Regions from separate parts of the Mus musculus genome. Here regions 1 and 2 are each linked to region 3. Evidence: chromatin contacts called from public ChIA-PET data. All regions are on one chromosome and are shown on one strand. The core of a region is the stretch at or near the end of the contact, and the rest is flanking DNA. Distances in the headings are between cores, read along the strand shown.

Evidence for each region. ChIA-PET counts read pairs in DNA pulled down with a chosen protein or histone mark.
Region 1: an RNA polymerase II ChIA-PET map of memory CD8 T cells shows a contact between it and region 3, with 12 read pairs. The contact joins two enhancer-like sites. A contact is called at or near these places in 6 of 39 promoter capture datasets (3T3-L1-derived adipocytes, the C10 cell line, embryonic stem cells and 2 more), 2 of 484 Hi-C or Micro-C datasets (both in embryonic stem cells) and 6 of 115 datasets of contacts at active chromatin or transcription factors (T-cell acute lymphoblastic leukemia, embryonic stem cells and memory CD8 T cells).
Region 2: a contact with region 3 is called in an RNA polymerase II ChIA-PET map of memory CD8 T cells, with 5 read pairs. The contact joins two enhancer-like sites.

The regions. Positions count from the first base shown.
Region 1 is chr2:157,745,478-157,750,001 of GRCm38.p6, reverse strand. The region is part of intron 1 of Ctnnbl1 (catenin, beta like 1); the gene reads right to left. Among named protein-coding and RNA genes, the nearest start is that of Ctnnbl1, 10 kb to the right of the region's middle. Within about 2 kb of position 3,226, at least 42 of the 459 cell types and tissues checked have an H3K27ac peak or open chromatin away from gene starts, as enhancers often do. A contact at or near this core is called in T-cell acute lymphoblastic leukemia and memory CD8 T cells, where this site is marked.
Region 2 is chr2:157,806,937-157,811,140 of GRCm38.p6, reverse strand. It overlaps Ctnnbl1 (catenin, beta like 1), which reads right to left. Exons shown (of 16, transcript NM_025680.4): 7 at 1,585-1,676. Among named protein-coding and RNA genes, the nearest start is that of Ctnnbl1, 72 kb to the right of the region's middle. Within about 2 kb of position 2,705, at least 76 of the 459 cell types and tissues checked have an H3K27ac peak or open chromatin away from gene starts, as enhancers often do. A contact at or near this core is called in memory CD8 T cells, where this site is marked.
Region 3 is chr2:158,163,992-158,168,311 of GRCm38.p6, reverse strand. No RefSeq gene overlaps it. Among named protein-coding and RNA genes, the nearest start is that of Gm34514, 13 kb to the left of the region's middle. Within about 2 kb of position 1,496, at least 152 of the 459 cell types and tissues checked have an H3K27ac peak or open chromatin away from gene starts, as enhancers often do. A contact at or near this core is called in T-cell acute lymphoblastic leukemia and memory CD8 T cells, where this site is marked.

The DNA of each region.
Region 1 (4,524 bases), core at 1,977-4,476, 420 kb after region 3:
CTGCACACAGGGAACACGCACTCATCATGATAGCCTGCGTACACAGTGCAGCCTGCCGGAAAGGCGAAATGTGTATGCTCATGTGTGCTTAGGAGAATCTGTTTTCAAATTAATGAAGAGGACAGGAGGCATGATCATGGACAAAGTTCTGCTCTCAACTCCATCAGCCAGTAGCTGGGTCCTTAGGCAAGGTTCTCTCCTCCCTGGGTTCCAGCCTCCCCACGTGTAAGAGGAGGCAGGTGCAATGAGAACTTCTGGCTCCTCCTCACTCTGCACTCCCACCTCAACAGGCCTCTGAGACCTAGAAAATCTGTTTATGAAGAGCCTGCAGTTCACTCTCCACAGACAGCAGGCAAGCGGGAGTAGGCACAATTCAATACAACCTGCTCCACCTTCTACCTCATTACAGGCTTCTCTCAGCAGCCACCCCCGACTGATCAATAGTCCTCTTTTATCGCTGAGCTTCGATGTTCTGCTGGATCTTTGGTAGGTCTGTCTTCCCCCTGACCAACGGCTGCAACCCTGTTTCAGCTAAGCCATTACGTGACATCAAAATGCCCAATACTTTCTCTCATCATTAATCACTAATCTGAGATTCCACTGAAGTACCGTGGGCGGAGAAACCAGTGAAAGACAACCTGATAAACTCAAGAGCTGCAAAGAAAACAGCCTTCCAACAGTCCATACTAGAGTGCTGATACAGAGGGACGATTAGTTAAAGTCCAGTGGAATCCCAGCTGGGAAGCCCTCTGGCCACCTCTCAATTCTGGGCATTAACACAATAAGCATGTGAATGACATCAAGCAACTTGTTCAATGATCAATCCTACCTGCTTTTGGAAAGCAGGTATTTTGCTGTTTTGGATCCTTCTGGGGTCAGTTAGTACTGCAAGGCTAATGGGAAGGCCAGGACTGAGGTGGATGGTGTGTCTACACAAGGCTAACAATATTTTGCTGAGCATGGTAGTAGCACCTGTAATGCTAGCACATGGGAGGCTGAAGCAGGAGGATCATGGATTCCCAGCCAATTTGAGCTACACAGCTAGACTCCACCTAAAACAACAAAAACAAAAACCAAAATCAAGGGGTCAGGGTGATTGGATTAGTCAGTAAAGTACGTGTCACAAAACCACAGTGACCTGTGTTCCAGGCACAGCAGCCTATACCTATAACCGCAGCGCTGGAGAGGTGGAGATCGGCAGATCCCTGCAGCTCACTGGCCAGCCAGTCTGGACAAATAAGCTTCCAGGTGACATCTTGTCTCAAACGGTGGAGAGTAAGTGAAGATGATAACCAACATTTTTTCCTGTAACCCTGACTTGTGCACACAAACACACACCCCAAGGGGGCAAGGGGAGGGAGGGCACTTGCAACCCGGCCATACACACACCAAAAAATAAAGATAAGAGCTCCGTGGCTATTTACTAACCTCCAGGACAAGGATAACCCACTGTGTGTCTATCCGCCAGCCTGTATGGAGCTGGGATCCTAAGCTCACTCTGGAACTCTATGGAAAAGAAACCGGCTCTGAACAAGTCAGGTGAAAAGGCCAATGGCTGACTCCGAAAAGGCAAAAGAAGGCTCAGAACTCAGGCTCCATCTCCTAATTCCAGCTTCTCTCCAGCTACAAAAGACTCAGATCAAAACCACCCACTTCCCTCAGGATGACTGGGAGGAAAAGACAAAGGAAGAGGTGATTTGTAAGTGAGACTCCTGGTACCTGCTAAGCAGGAACTGTGATTTCCCAGTGCTGAGGAGGAGACCTGGGGAACAAATGGCAGCTGCTGGAGGCATAATTTTTGCTATCGGTGACGGCTAACTGTGGTGGAACAGGGCTGTGCTCTAGCCTACTGAGAATATGCTACACTGTGGAAGTGTGGGTGACAAACTGTTCTCATTTTGCTTTATTGAATTCTAAGCCTTATTCTCCAAGGAACCAAAGATCTTGGGAACACTGAGGCAGCTTTGCAAAATTTAAGACAAACTTGCTTCCTGGTAACATGTTTGTTTGGCATATCAAAAATAAACAGCTTCTATTTACTGAGAACTATACCAGCCACGCTGCCTCATTTAATCCTGTTGTTTTTTGGTTTTTTGTTTGTTTGTTTTTTTGGGTTTTTTAATATAGGTGATACCCAGACACGGAGGCACATGCCTTTAATCCCAGCACTCAAAAATCAGCAGCAGCAGACCTGTGAGTTCCAGGCCAGCCTGGTCTACATAGAATTCCAAGGCAGTCAGGACTACAAGGTAAGACCTTGGGGTTGTTTGTTTTTAAAAGATGGTAATGATAACGTAAGAATATTTCTAGAGATGGTGAACTAGAGGTAGTCCTGTTAGATGATCTCCATTTGAAAGATAAAAGCCAAGGCTTAAAGAGGTTAATTAACTGGACCAAGGTCACACAGCTAGCTCTCAGCAGGACTGGGGTTCAAATGCAGACCATCTGACCCACAGTCTGCATTCATCTGCCATGCTAAACATTAAAGCTACTTCACAGGTTTCCCATTCTTTCCTCCCACAGTACTGACGAGCTATTTTGAACCTCTGCATTCCCTGATGCAGTCATTTTTATATAGAAAAAATTCTCTATCGTGTTCAACCTTATACATTCAATCCCCCAACTGAAAAACAGTGGCAGCCACTGAAAGCACAGAAAGAGACTGGTCACCAATTTTACCCCCAGAATTAAGGAGGCTATTTATTCACTATGACCTACCCCAACCAGTCTTTCTGAAATGGAGAGGGAGTGGCTGCTGCATCTACCTCTATATGACCTCCATGCCTGAAGAAGAGCATTGTCTGTCAGCATACAAAGGAAATGGACCCTTATCTACCGTGACAACAGCACCACAGCACCACATCTGGGAAGCCACCTGAGTGGCAAAGCCTTGCAGGGCTACAGCTTGAGGTGATGGTGGAAACACGAGGACAAAAAGAAGGCTCTTAAGGACACAGCCCTCCTCCTCTGGGAAGCCTCTGTCCCACAGTGGGACTGTTTGGCTCAGGATCCCACACCTTGCTGATGCCACCCCATGTGGCAGCACTGTGTGGCACTGGGTGCCGGGACCTCAAACCTTTGGAGCTCCCTCTGGAATGCAAGCTCCCCAAGCTTCACTGGGCCTCTTCCTACCCAGACTGAGTCAGTCACTCACACAGGCACAGGCCTTCTCCTCCTGGAAGGAGTTGGCTCACAAGCTCATGCGGTCTAGGGGGAGAGAATCTTTCATCTCGCAGCACTTTCATCTCTGAGAAAGAGCCCCAAGGCTTCTTTCAAGTCACTGAGCAGCTGACAGCCCTGACTAAAATGTAAAGTTGGGCTGGGAGGAAGGGAGGGCGGGCGGGCGGGCGGGCGGGCAGAGGAGGAAGCAGAGGATTGTGTGATAGCTGAACATCTGGCCAGAAGTTCAGTCGACACAAGAAATGTCAATCAGAGCTCCAGGGCTAACAGGTAGCTACATAAAGGAGCTGAAGCGGAAGACTGGATGGGCTCCTCTGAAGGGACAAGACTGGGCCTACAGCCACACCTAGTAAAAAGTTGGGAACAAGCCAGGCGTGGTGGTGCACGCCTTTAATCCCAGCACTCGGGAGGCAGAGGCAGGCAGATTTCTGAGTTCGAGGCCAGCCTGGTCTACAAAGTGAGTTCCAGGACAGCCAGGACTATACAGAAAAACCCTGTCTCAAAAAACCAAAAAAAAAAAAAAAAAGTTAGGAACAGTGAGGCCCAAGAAATAGCTGACAGAAAAGGGCACAGGCATTCTTCAACGATGTGGGTTTTTTAAACCAGTACTCTTCAAACTCTGACACAGGAACCAAAGAACTATGACAATTAAATGCAGGAACCTCCACAGAACACTGAACTAAAAAAATGGAGCATTAGTGAGAGAGCCGGCAGCAGGTGCGAGCACATGCACACACACACACTTTTTTAAAGAGTTAAATTAGGTAAATTAGGGACTGGGAGATGGGTCATTGATTAAGGATACTGCAGCTCTTCCAGAGAAATCTAATTCCCGGCACCCATATAGCAGATCATAACTGTCTGTAATTCCATTCCCAGGGTATCTGATGCCCTCTTCTGGACTCTGAGTGCACTGCACCCAGAAGGTTCACATATGTGCAGCAAAACAGCCACACACATAAAATAACTAATTTAAAATAAATAAATAAATAAATAAATAAACAAATAAACAAATAAACTAATAAATAAGAGCCAGGTGGTGGTGGCGCACACCTTTGATCCCAGTGCCCAGGAGGCAGAGGCAGGTGAATCTCTTGAGTTCCAGGTCAGCCTAATCTACAAAGTGAGTTCCAGGACAGCCAAGGCTACAAAGAAAAACCCTGTCTTGAAAAACAAATGTACAAAAATGTAAGAGAAAAACTGTTCAGAAGGTGATGTGACAACCGTCCTCGGAAGGGAAAGGAAGGGCACCATCCCAGCCAGCAAGCGAGGCAGAGGAGGGTGAGCTTCCAAAAGAAGGAAACTCCACAGCACACATATCCCGTCCCCACCGTTAATCTGCAC
Region 2 (4,204 bases), core at 1,456-3,955, 360 kb after region 3:
GCTCAGTGCACTGGGCTCTGCCTGGCAAATATGTCTATCTCTACTGATAGCACTACTGGGCAGAGGCTCCCCTGATGTGTGTGTGTGTGTGTGTGTGTGTGTGTGTGTGTGTGTGTGTGTGTGAGAGTGTATGTGTGTGTGTGTCTATCTTATGGGGTTACATAAGCAGAGCTGGAGAAGACCTAGACTGTCTGGCTGCCTTCCCCTTAGGCCTGCCAAGACAAGGACTGTGAACCTGACCTGACACAGCCCAGACATTCCGGATAAGCCATGACTACTTTAAGAGTCATTCCTCCTTAAAGAAACCTCTCTTATCTTGCTAGTGAGGACCTCCACAGTAGCCTTCCTATCACACAGTTGGTCAAGCTAATGGCTTTTCCCTTCCTTTCTTATTTACTCGATGGGACAGCAGTAATAGTTAAAAACATGGTGACTCTGTGCTAAGAAAGAGAATGAGGGATACAACAGAAATAAGGATAAAGGATACAAATATAAAGCTAAAAGAAATTAATACAAATAGCTGTCATTATTGTTGTTTTGAGACAGGCTCTTATACAGCCCAGGCCGGCCTGCTCCTTACTGTGTAGTAGAGGGTGACTTTGAACTTCTGATCCTTCTGCCTCCACTTCCTAGGGCTGGGACTACAGCTGGGTACAGGCATCCTACCTGCTGGACCACTTCCCCAAGCCCATGAATGGCTACTAAGCAACTGGAAGCCAATACACATTCTTTGATTTAAAAATGTAAATTGAAGTAGCCTAGCATCAATGTTCACTTCTAAGTGCACGAAAGCCTTAAGTATGTTGATGCCTGGTATTCCCGGGAGCAACAGGGGAGTGGCCAGCAGGGCAAACTTGACAGGTGACAATTCTACAACACCTGCCTCAAACGTTAATGCAAATACCCTATGGCCTGAATGTTCCACTAGTAGGGGTTTAACACACAGATAAGCTAAGTGCACCAGAATAGTGTTCAGATGTGATACCCACTATAAACTGCTTATAACAGTCAAAATTAAAACTGAGAGCCCGGCAAAGGATGTGGCTCAGTTGTTAGGGTGATGGCTGAGCATGCACAAGGCCAGGGGTTCAATCCCCACTCCTGCATAAATTGGGCAGGGAGGCACACACATGTAATCCCAGCACATGGAAAGGAGAGGCAAGAAGATCAGGAGTTCAAAGTCTCCTGAACTGCAGGCCAGCCTGGACTACATGAATCCCTATTTCAAAAAAAAAATAATAATAATATTGGTACTTCTGTCCAATGGAACACTAGGCTATCATTAGTTCAGTGAAAAAACAATTTGCATAAGAAAACATTATATAATTCTTTTTACGTCAACATACAACACTAGCTCCTATGTATGTTCAGAAATTTTCTAAAAGAATATATATGATATTGTTAACAACAGATGCTTTTTTAAAGTAGAACTCAAAAAGATTATTGGGGATGGAGACAAGCAACAAAAGGGCCAGAAACTTCCCAAACTAGACATGTGGAGGTCGGAGGATGTCTATCGACACCATGGCACCAGCCACAGCCAGAGCAGAGACATATGGGTGGCAGGGCCACTGGCTCCCTTACCTTCAGCCTCTTCAACAGCCACTGCAGGAGTCCCTGCTGGGCAGCCTCTGTGCACATCTCCGGACGGAACTCGGCCATATTCTCCACAATAGCTGAAAGAGACAGACACCAGTCACCTGGGAAAGCATCTCTCTGCTCCTACTCGCATCAAGCCCACTTCCCATGACAAGCACTTTAGCCTTTGTCCCACTTCCCTGTATTCTACTCAACAGATGCTGTTGTCACTTTTAGATTAACCAAGGAGTTGCTATGTTTTTTCCCCTTTTTCTTCAAGTTATGTTACAAGTAGAAGTCATAACTGAAAATGACGGAATTCGCAGAAGAGATGAGGGATGGGTTTTTATGCTAATAGAGGTGACTCCAGAGCAGAGCACGCTGATGGGTGGAGAGCTGCCTAGCAAAGCACGCTCAGTCCCAGAGGTCTGCAGCTAGTCAGGCTAGGGCAGGGTCTCCTAGGGCCAGGTAGTCTCTTCTCTCTCTCTCTCTTCTCTCTCTCTCTCTCTCTCTCTCTCTCTCTCTCTCTCTCTCTCTCTCTCTCACACACACACACACACACACACACACATTGTGGTATTGTGATTCATATGAAAACCAAGACACTGGCAGGGAGGTGAGCATGATCTTCTTAATTGAGCACACTAACGCGTGCAGAGGGGAAAGGCCATGACGGCAGAGGTAGCTGCCAGCTATCGGGAAGCAAATAATTGGTCCTGCTATCTCCTACAACAGTCAAAGTGTGACTTAATAGGAAAATTAAAAGTTAGAAGGCAAAGGGAAAAAAGCTATTACATGCTATGACATCAAGAAGAAGAGCATTAAAAAAAACCACCACTGCCCTTACCACATCAAATGCTTTCCTTCCCTCCAGGGCCCCTCTGCTTCCTATCTTACAACAGGCCACTCTCACAAGGCAGACACTGTTCTGTGTTCTCAAAGCATAATATCCAGAGCGTGCTGCTGTGCCTGGATTCTGAAGGAGCAAGGGCCAAAGAAACCCAAGCCAGGCTCCTCAAGAGCCAGGCTCTTTCTTTCACCCAAGCCAGGTTCCTCAAGAGCCACTGAAAGGAGATCGGGCAGTCATGAGGGAGGGGACACATGCTGACAGTGAGCAGCAGAGGGACTCAAGAGACCAAACAGTCTCTCTCAATCAAGCACTTGTTCATTTTATCTTGTTCTGTTCGTACTACACATGATCTCCTGTTACACACAAGAAACAAAGCCACACTTCCTGCCATGGTTCACAGGGTCTTCCAAACTCTGGACAGACTCACTCCCTGATCTCACTGCCCCAACCCCACCTCCCGCCCTCATTTTCCAGAAGCACAGCCTCGCTTGACTTAGCCAAAGACAGCCACGGACTCCTCCACAGGCCAAGGGCCCCAGTCAGCTCCCCTGCAACACTCAAGGCCCTTGCTCTCAGTCTCTAGGATGTTCTTACTGACACTAATCATAGCTCTTGTCACTGGCACTCCTTCCTCTGTCCTGGGCTTTCCCATGAGAGCACCCTTGTATTAGTCATGCCTGACTCCTCCTGATCTGCCCTAGCTCCCAGTACTGTGTCTGAGAAACACCAGGCACCCAAGGAGTGGGAAGGAGGAGGCATGAATCTGAGTGTGGTAGGTGCCTGAGCAGAGACCAGGCAGATTTGCCAGAGCTGCGCTTTCCTACCACACCAGGGCCTTTTTATGAACAGCCAGCTAAGACTTTTGATAAGCTTTCCATGTTGCAAAATCCAGCATTAGGCTGACAGATGGCAATGCCAACTTCTGCCTCTGCACTAGAGCCAGCTCCCAACCGCAGGCTGTCGTGTTCCCCTCTCATACTCCCTGGGTGCCCATCTTCCCTCTTCTTTACAATAATCCACACTGAAGAGTCTAGCACTACAAGGGAGATCTGCAGTAAGCACAGAGGAGCCGGGAGGGAAACTAATCTCATAGAAACTCCTGTTTCAGCTCGGCCCCCTTCATTGCTGGAGCTCAGCTTGCAAAGATGCCACCGCTGGTTTAACACAATAGCAGCCAGGGAGGAAGCGGCCTGCCCAAAGGCATGACTTTAAATATGGCAACTGTGCGAAGGGAGAAGCTGGAGAGATTTGAGGGAGAAGGAAAGGACTGTAGAAGAATGCACTGAAATGAATGGGACTCGGGCAGCAGAGTCGCTGGAAGTATTTTAACTCACTTAGCCAAGCCGTCTGTACCAAAGACAAGGAAACACTGGCTCTTTCAATGCAAATACCTTTTTGTAATGTCCACAGATGTGCAAACACCTGCAGCTCCACTGAAGGAAGTGGGTGAGGGAAGCTGACACGAGATCACCCACAAATTTAAAACTTTGCTTCCTAGGGCAGAAAGGGCCCCACAAGGATTTCATCTTAACTTTTGGAGGCAAAGGCTGCTAAGGAGAGGTGTTCATATTGCTCTTGCAAAGATCTGGGTTTGCTTTCCAGCACCTATATCAGAGGGTCTACCACTTTTAACTCTAGCACAGGAAATCCAACAAGGATCTCCTGGCCTCCACAATGATGTGCAAACACTCCCCAACATACATATATACATAATTAGAAACAGTAAAATCTTAAAATAAAATTTAGGAGCCAGCATATTTTATATTTTCTCTTGGA
Region 3 (4,320 bases), core at 247-2,746:
TACGCTCAAACGCCCACTAACAAACAACAACAACAACAAAAAACAAAAACAAAAATTAAAAAAAAAAAACACACCACAAATCTAAACAGATCAGGTTTTCATCCACAGCAGAGCCAAAGGACTTTGCAGGAAGTCAAAGAAGGACTCTAGCTCGGGAACAGGTTGTTACTGACAGAGAAGCAGACATGGGACAAGAACGGTGACTCAGTTTCTGAATCATTTTCTCATTCCACACAGCCCGTCTGGTCAGAAAGTTGGACCATCTCCAATGGCAGAGTTATAGGAAAAGGGTTCTGAGCGTGGCTCTAATTCCTGCAAGCATAGCAAAACCAATGTGTGGGGGATGGAGGGATGAGGCTCCTACAGGCTTAGTAGTGTGCCACTGGCTTCCCCATAGGCTTAGCATCCAGTTCTAGTGTGCCACTGGCGTCCCCATATCACTGGGTAGATGGTGGATTCTTGTGATTCGTCCCCTCTTCCAAATAAGGGATGTGGTCACATGAGGCTTGGTGCAGACATGAGGCATCTCTGAGCTAGGGGTGCACTTTCTAATTGTGACATCAGCTGGGAACTGCGTATCTCTGTTCTCCGGGGGCCCTTGCTGACTCTCTGCAGGTGACATGTGCCATGTGTCTTCCTGCATGCTCTCTTTTTTCAGCTACAGTTATTTCTCCTCCTCTGGCCACATGCAGATGAGCACAGGCTATTATGCCCTGCCCTGATAGCAGGCATTATTTTCCTTTCCAGCTGAAACCCTTCTTTTCATCTTCCTGATTCCTGGGTCTAAGGGTCGCTGGGCTGCTCACCTCCTTGGAATCTGAATTTACTCATTATGTGTGACCCCGAGTCTGATATTTTCTTATCCCTTCCTGGGTGGTTGTTCCCAAGATTATATTGAAACACATTATCTTATTATAAGTAACTTCCTTTCTATTCCTTCTTTATATGATTGGTGTGTGTGCGTGTGTGTTTTATTACCCATGAGTTCCATTTCAAAAGTAAGATCAAGCACTTAATATAAATAAAAAGGCTTGGGTAATTACACTTGTGGGTTCAGGCTTGGGAGCTGAAAGCAGGAAGATCAAGAGTTCCAAGTCATCCTAGCTACATAGCAAATTTGAGGCCATCCTTGGCTACATGAGACACTGTAGTTCATTCAAAACCAAATGAAACCAAAAGTAAAGCTTCAACTAGAAACTGTTCACATATGCAAGAACATTTGTGTTCTAACCACTCCTAACAGCCCCAAGTGGGAAAAGTGTCACACCCGTCAGAGCTGAAGGGATTCGCGCCCTGAGGTGAGACAACCCAAGAACTCTGTGTACCACAGAAGAGGAGCCAGGCATGACTGTCCACAGAGACACAGAGAGAAGCATCACACTCAAACATGGGAGCGAGTGGAAGATCCAGGAAGGAAGCTAGATCCACCTACACAGAGCTCTAGAGGAGGCTGGTTAATTCTGCACTGCCAGACAGCAGGGAGGTGCCTGCAGGCCTTTGTGGTCAGTGACCCAGTGAAAGCGAAAGGGGACTTACAGGAAGATGTGTGGCGCCCCACTTCCTGATCTGGTTTGTCAGTGTGTGAAAACTCACCAGGCTGTTCACTTGTGAGCACTTCCTTGTGTGTATGCCAGTACTAAAGCTTTTCAGCGAAGTACAAAACAGAACCGTATGTGTGTGTGATGATAAATGATAGACAGACGAATAGATACATAGATCAATTTACAGATAGACTATTGATACAGGCTTGATCCTCAGGGTAGACCAACAGGCTAGAGTCAGGAAGGAGATGATATAGCTATTTGAATCAGAAGTCAGTCTATGGGCAAGGACCTCCCTCTGGAGTAACTGAATGGAGGCTCGTTGGCTATAGTTTCCTGACTTAAATGTTGGATGTTGGGGTTGGGGAGATGGCTCAGTGGGTAAGAGCACCCGACTGCTCTTCCGAAGGTCAGGAGTTCAAATCCCAGCAACCACATGGTAGCTCATAACCATACGTAATGAGATCTGACTCTCTCTTCTGGAGTGTCTGAGGACAGCTACAGTGTACTTACATATAATAAATAAATAAATAAATAAATAAATAAATATCTTTTAAAAATGTTAGATGTTTGTTTGTCTTGTCTGAAACAATAACAACAACAAAACAGAAGACGTCTATAGAAACAGTTAGGATCTTACCCAATCAAATAACAGTGTAGCATGACCTAGTTAACTGGACACTTCAAATGAACAAGCATAATGTTACTCTTTAACAAAACAGTCATTAAGGGGTGGGGAGCTTCCTACTAACAAGTTTGTGAATAGCTAACATGAACAATGCTCCCAAGAGGCCTTGTTATAGTTATGGTTGCTGCAGAGCCATGCCCACCCTGTGAGCAGAACCGCAAGAACTAGGTCAAAGGAGAGAACGTGCCCATGAGCCCCTGTCCTCTGCTTGCCAGGGTAACCTGGAGAAATTTGGCTACTTTTGCTATCAGACTTGGGAATCCCAGCCTATGGCCCAAGCCAGGTTCAACCACCCGTGTTCAGCAAGCTAATTAAAGGAGCCAAACCGTGGGCTGGAGTGATGGCTCAGTAGTTAAGAGCTCTTGTTTTTGAGTTTGATTCTCAGCATCCACAGGCCAGCTTACTGCCATCTGTAACTCCAGCCCCAAGGGATCTGACATGCTCTTCTGATCTCCGAGGACACTGTGCATGTCAAACATACATACAGACAAAACACTCAACATATGTAAAATAATATATAAATCTAAAAGGTTTTAAAAGAAGCAGGAAAGAGAGGTTTACTCGGTGTGTCCACACTGAGAAGAGATCTGGGAAACGCTCCCCCCCCCCCCCAGAGACTTTTACTTTGGTGGTCCTAAAGTGGAGGTGAACGTTATGAACAGAAAACCAATGATATGTACATAGAAAACGATCCTAGCTAGTCAGGGTGTGGTCCTGCTGGTCTCTGACTGTGTCTGGGATTCAGTCTCATCCTGCAAGGAAGTCTGACAAGTTGGTAGAACATCGTGGATTCTCTTTCAGAGACAAGTTCCCCTCAGGCTTGTCCCAAAGGAGAGTCCTGGGGGAAAATCCCATTTCTTTGGGATCGACTGCTTTAATAATCTGTCCCTTTAGAGTGTCTTCTTAGAATATCTTGATTTCTTCCAGCCCTGGGACATTTCTGAAAGGTACATCTTCACAATGACCTGGGCAAGAATGAAGGAGCATCCTTGGGATTCCAGCATTGGCGAGGCTAAAGCAGGAAGGTTGCTAGCTCAAGTCCAGCCTGGGCTACACACTCAGTCTCGACGAGCAAAACACAAACAAAGATACCAAAAATATCTCTTTTTGCAGATGCTGTCAGCTTATACAGGGAAGCGGGAAGAGATCCGCAGGACATTATTAGAACTAATGAGCCACTTGGGTAAGGTTGAGGGACACAAGATCAATGTACAAAATCAATGGTATTTCTACACCCTGGCGGTGAACGGTCTGAAATGAAATTAAGAAAGCAATTTTTAGTTCCGGCAGCAGCCAGAAGAATAAAATACTCAGGAACAAATTTAATGAAAGTCCATGGCTTGTATAATAAAAACCATAGAGCATCGCTGAGAACAGAGAGAGCCCGGGATAGGGAGAGGAGGTCAAAAGTCAGACCAGCAGGTGCTCACCGGCAAGATGGTGGCACTCCCCACAGCCATCTAAAGTCAATACAAGCTCTGTTGATCAAGGGGCATCACGGGAGGGGGGCATTAGAACAAAGCATAAAGGCGCATGTGCAGAAGTGCTGTGTTGAGACCCATTACTCTGAGCAGTAACCTAAGAATTAAGACAGAGAAGTCTGTGATGTGTCTACCGTGCAAGCATGACATCCTGAATTCAACCCCTGAGAGCAATATGGGGGCAAGGAAGAACTCACTCTTGAAGGTTTTCCTTTGATCTCCACATTACTGCCATGGCACATGGATGCATGAATGTCTTACCTCTCTACACACTGTCTAGCTAAATAAATAGCAAGATGAATTACATATATATATATATGATAAATATAATATATGTTTATATTTAAGTCTAGGCACAGTGGCTTGTATGTTTAATCCCAGCACTGGGAAGGAGACAGGTAGATCCCTGGGGTTACCCTAGGCTAATCAGCAAGTTCCAAGTCAGTCAACAAAATTTTCTGAAAAACAAAATGGATGGGTCCTGATGAACGACACCCATGGTTGATCTCTGGCCTCTATACAGAAGACCTCATAATGGAAAGAAAAAACTGACTTCAGTAAGTTGTCTTCTCTATGTGTGGCACCCCTCATGTGCACACGCACACGTGGG